Regions from separate parts of the Arabidopsis thaliana genome. Here region 1 is linked to region 2. The links are chromatin contacts, called in public ChIA-PET maps. All regions are on one chromosome and are shown on one strand. The core of a region is the stretch at or near the end of the contact, and the rest is flanking DNA. Distances in the headings are between cores, read along the strand shown. Region 1 holds the start of EDA12 (embryo sac development arrest 12). Region 2 holds the start of AT2G35900 (Mal d 1-associated protein).

Region 1 (2,757 bases), core at 178-2,677, 33 kb after region 2:
TTATGAGATTCCAACTTTCACATTACTACACCATAGTGTGGTATCCTACATGTCTCTTCTTATTTATTTTATTTTCATTTTTACAAATTTTTGTGTATAAATTCACATTAAAATAAAATGCAATGCCAATCATATTTGTTGGAAGAAACAAACTTATCCTCTTTCTTCTATCTTTTCAATTGATTGGGATTAAGGTTCATAGAAAACAACATGTGTCATAATAAAGTGAGTAGCATGTACTAAAATAAACTATATATGAAAACTAAAGTTGTATTCACATTGATGTAACTTGTGCTTCCAATATTCATAAATCTGTAAAAAGTCAAATTTCTTTTAAGTCAGTTCCAGAGAAAAGTTTACATGTCGTACGAATCATAAATTCTAATGTATTGTACCAAAAAAGAATTTTGCTTGGAAGTTTGCTCTGCCAAAAGAGAATTTTGCTCTTTGACATAAGACTTCGTTGTTTTCCTTTGTATATACCGTTATATTGACATGTTAAGTTATCCAGTCGTATCTTTTAGGTGAAACAATCAGTATATAGAAAGAAGAAAAAGTGTACACATGTTTTTGTCCAGCCCCATTACCAATATACCGATCTGGATATCATCTAGCTCACATTTCATGATAAAAGCAAACTCAGATGGAATGTGTGTACTGGGCTTTATTGGGCTAAACTTGAACTGAGCTTTTTATTTTTAAAAATAAATAAAAGAAACAACAAGGCCGATGATTTTTTCTTAGGTCTAAAAAGTCTAAAGTAAACCCATTTGTATTGTTTTGTATATAATATTATATAATTTACAAAAATATTGAAACGAGTAGTTCTGATATTTTGTTTCTATACTTTGACATGTTTTCGTGCACAAAGTTCCTCAGTTTTTTTTCCCAAACAACAACCATTTCAGAAAATCTTTCTTCTTAGAAATTTTATTTCCCAATTTGAATAGAAATATAGATGGAATGGAAGGCAACGACTTGAAATAATAAAGATAAGGTTGGACATCTAAAGCCCATAAAACAAAGCTAATCCATGTACCATTGTCATCCACAAAGCGTCTCCACCTAAAGCCCATTTTGGATCCAAAATTAAATTTATTTGTAAGAAACAATATTTCTATTTTGTCATTTTACTTGCTGATCAAGAGTCGAAAAAGATGCACGAAAAGAAACATACACAAGCGAACACAATATAACTAACACTAATAGGTAATAGTTTCTGACACGTGTAGGCATAATAATTGGTGGCTACGTCCCTGCGGCGGTTGCAGTAACGATAAACACTCCACCACTAAGAGCGTCTCATCACACGCGCCAATTTCACTCTTACGATGGAGATAATGGGCGAGTGGGATAGTGTATCACGTGACATTCGCAGACACAACTCGCTTCATAACTGAAAAAATTAATAATAAAAAATGGATATGTTTGTCTTTCTCTAATGTTTCATGAACATCTGTAACGTCAAACCCACTTTAAAAGCTCTGCTTTTTGTGTTTGTTTTTGCTTACTCTCAAAGAAAGTGGTTCAATCTCTCGATTTCCATGGCGAGGAATCATCAGTTCCGTGTGGATTTGGAAGAAATGGGGTTTCGTTCTCGTTCTCATCTGTTCCTCAACGAGTTCGAAACGTCTGCCGGAAGATTCAACTTGCTCAGCCGTAACCACCGTGATCATCTGTACGTTTCCGACGTTGTGGATACACTCTCTGAACAGTTCTCTTCGATGTCTCTTCTCCATCCTAAACCCAGACTGGTTCCTACTTTGCCTTCGAGTCTCCAGGTCATTTCCTTTTTTCCTCTGTTTCATTACTCTGTTTTCACATTTTCTTCACAAGTTTCATGTTTTTGTTTTGGTGTGTCTTATGCAGTCTTCTTTAAGGCCTAATGGTGTTAAAGCTTATCAGAGATTGTACCGAGAAAGGCTCAAGCTTGAACCTTTTTATGAACTTCATCTTTCAAGGATCCGCAAAGAGGTAGTCAAAATGCAAACTTTTCTTACTACTCTCTTTTGTCTCTCCTTTATGCACCGTTTGATGTTTTTTATTTTGAGTTGGTGATTGCAGTCACAGCAAGATAGAGCTAAGGTTTTACAGAGACAAGAGGCACGGCTACAGAAGAGAGGTTTGGTTCACCGAAACGGTAACGTTTTGAAGGAATCTGTAGGAACCGGCGTTTTTCACCCTCTTCAGCGTCCAACTTTCAAGACTTTTGACCCTGTGAAGAAGCATAGTAAGCTACTTCACTTGTCTTCTTCCAAAACCTTCTTTTATGTTTAAAATAAGGTTTGGTTTGGTTTTGTTTTCTTCTCTTGAAATTCTCTTTAGTTACTGAGACTAGCTCTTTGCATGTTTTAGGTTAGTACACAAAATGGAAAAAAAATCTGACCTTTTTTTGTTTACTTGTCGAAAGCAGATCAAAGGAATCGGAATCAAAGTGAGAAGGAGTTTATGACCAAAGAAAAAAGAGGAGTGATGACTTCTACAACGCAGGAGCAGCAACAGAAAGAGGAGTGTCATTATCATTTGCCTTCAGACATGGATTTCTCCAAGGACTGGACTTTCTGATGGAACAAGTTCAAGTAGTTACTAATTATTAGATCTTTTGGGTATTAAGTATTAACTAGGAGGTAAATAATAATTAGGGACAAAGTTTGAAGATGACCAAGTGGATTAAGCTTGATTTCAAGGTCTAGATACCTTTTTAGTATGAACTAGTTTTTTGGTCAAACAGCTTGTCTCTTATCTCAATTTCCGAAT
Region 2 (2,700 bases), core at 155-2,654:
TTCGATGGCGTCTACATCTCTGCGGAGTCCCGGGAAGTTTAGCGGGTTTTTATCCTCAAACTGATTCGGAAGAGCGGATCTTCCCACCATCTGGTCTGTCACATCCTCTTCTGTGTGCTCTGTGTTGGATTGAACGACTTCAGAGGGCCTAAAGCAGATACAGAACCAAGGGTAAATCGATTTAGTGATTGTCTAGAGGCGCGAAAGGTAACAAACAATCAAGGTGCTTGAACATTTTAATGGCTCAATCTCAAAATCACACATGAAAGGGCGAGAAAGAAAACAAGAGTTGTCTTCCAAAGGAAAGCATTACATTTAACATGGAATAACTCATATCACAGGTAGCAAACAAACAAACATGAAGCTCGCCGAATACACAGAAACTGTGATGTGATACTCTATGCATCTTCTTCTTATATGAGAATACTCCACTTACTTAACCCAAAAAAGACTAACCAGCAGTTGCTCCACTTACTTAACCAAAAAAAACATGCAAGTTATAACACTACAAAGATGATAAAATCATAAGAACTTTTATAATGAAACATTTTTACCATAATGGTTCAGTGATAGAGAGTCCTTTCGAAGAAAACAACATCAAACCACAAGAAGTAAGCAATGTAACCATTCCAGTGCATAAACACAACTATCTTTCTGCAATTCATATTAGTAAGCTTAGCATCAGAAACACAAATTTAGAGTCAATCTTTAACTATTGGCTTTTAGCTTTTACATAACCACAAAAACGTCAAAATTTTTTAACTCAGAGCTCAAAACAAACACACTTCATCTATTTGATCTATAAACCCTGGAGATTTGTTTTCCACATGTAATTCAAAATCTAAAAGCTTATCTTTTGCTTAATTAGGGTTATGATCAAAAGCGAGAAAATATCCGAAACACTCACTTCCCAAAACAGTGGCGGAGGATTTCTTCTGTTTTGTCGCATTTCCTGACGAACTTTCCAGGCTCGACCTCCTCCGTCTTGCACTGAGATCTTACCACCGTGGTCGTGGAGCAATTTTCGGCGGCGGCGGCAGAATCTCCGAGCGGTTTATCGGTGAGATCAGCACCGGCTTTAGAGGCGGATGAATCGTCAATCCAGATCCAACCCATAGCTAAAATTCGTGATGAGATTCTTCTTCTGTGTGTGTGTGGATTCTTCCTCAAGAAAAACTCGAAGCGTCCGATTTGTTTTTTTATACTCAGGCCTCTTTGTTCGTGAAACCGACTTACCGGCGCGTGAGGATTTTCTTTTTCTTCACGGGTCGGAAAAAAGTTTGAACCAAATCAAACCAAACTAAAGTAGTCAAATTTCTCAATCTGAACCGGAAGACCGCTGGTTAATAGATTTTTAACGTATGATGCGTCTCAAATTGTTTGATTTATTGTATTCGCGTTTAAGATCCACTCATTTTATTACCTTGTATCTTATTCTTTTTTTTCATAGATACTTTCTTAGTAGATCAGAGTTGTAACTAAAATTTTGAGAAATACTTAGACATTCACCATTACATAATAAAAATGTTTAGAATGTATCAAATATTTAGAATTTATTCAGTATTTAATTTTCTTATTAAGGAAAATAGATTATATAAAAAGTAATAAAAGTTGAAGTTAAAAGATGGGAAAGAAAGATTTTTTGGGTAAATTTTTTGACATTGCTGTGAACAATTGGGTCTTAGTCAATTTCTCAGGGCCCAATATGAAAGTATTCATCATTAATTCTGGCAGATGGGCCAAAATATTAAGAAGCCTAGCACAATAAGTCTTAAATCAGCATCATTGCTTCAAGTTGAAGCCTTCGACGTTACCGATGATGGTTTGAACGACCTCGGTTTGTCTTGTTATGAAAGGAATACAGAGCCGAGAGAAAGAGCATATCACTTTTGAGTGTTTGTAAAAATGAATTTGAGCATATCTTTGGTTATTTCTGGTTATTGAGTCTGTTGACTATAAACGATTGTAACAAACTCTTTGAATCATTAATGAGAAATTGAGCTTTTCACCATGTTTTCTCTCTCGATCATGGTTCCTAATATTTGGAGTAATATTTTTGTTTACCGAATACTTTAAATAAGATAAGAGTAGTTTTATCATGGTCAACTCATTTTTATCATCTCACCTACTTAATTTCAGCCAGCTTGAGATTGGAGACAAAAACAATCGTTTTCAAGTGTTTTTTTTCTTCTTGATTTATATCTCTTAATCAACGTTTTATATCTTTTCTTAAGGTCCTCATAAAAGTCTTTTTCTCATATCATCATATGTATTGGCTAACGGTTTACCCAATAAGACAAATACGCTGTTAAATATCTGGTTTTGTTTAACAAAAAAAAAATTGCTAATAAATAAACCATATGATTGAGAAAGATTGTCAGACTGACTATCAAAAACGCCTAATTGATTCGATCCCATTATCTTAAGTTCCAACTTGTCCTCAAACTCTTTTTTTTTTCTTTGACGTCTCAATATTTAAAATGATCTCTCAAAGTTCAATACAAGCCAAGAAACATATTTGCCAATATTCAAAACGACTTTAATTACTCTTTCTTGGTACGTATGTATAGATAAACTCGTTCACATTGCTTAAAGAAAAACTAATCCAACAAAATTGTGAAAAATTCATCCTTAACCTCCTTTCTCTTACAAATCTTCGGCTTCGAAGAGTGTATATACAGTGATCAGTTAGTGACCAAA

The links. ChIA-PET counts read pairs in DNA pulled down with a chosen protein or histone mark.
Region 1: a contact with region 2 is called in an H3K4me3 ChIA-PET map of shoot, with 11 read pairs. The contact joins the promoter of EDA12 here to the promoter of AT2G35900 in region 2. A contact is called at or near these places in 22 of 26 Hi-C or Micro-C datasets (callus, cotyledon, flower and 6 more), 2 of 2 datasets of contacts at active chromatin or transcription factors (seedling and shoot) and 3 of 3 other capture datasets (root, seedling and shoot).

Annotation. Positions count from the first base shown.
Region 1 is chr2:15,103,289-15,106,045 of TAIR10.1, forward strand. EDA12 (embryo sac development arrest 12) reads left to right here and starts at 1,428. Exons shown (of 4, transcript NM_001336584.1): 1 at 1,428-1,781; 2 at 1,870-1,974; 3 at 2,065-2,230; 4 at 2,414-2,757. The coding sequence starts at 1,449. The coding sequence ends at 2,565.
Region 2 is chr2:15,070,425-15,073,124 of TAIR10.1, forward strand. AT2G35900 (Mal d 1-associated protein) reads right to left here and starts at 1,405. Exons shown (of 2, transcript NM_129149.4): 1 at 908-1,405; 2 at 1-148. The coding sequence starts at 1,116. AT2G35910 (RING/U-box superfamily protein) reads right to left here. Exons shown (of 1, transcript NM_179923.2): 1 at 2,463-2,700.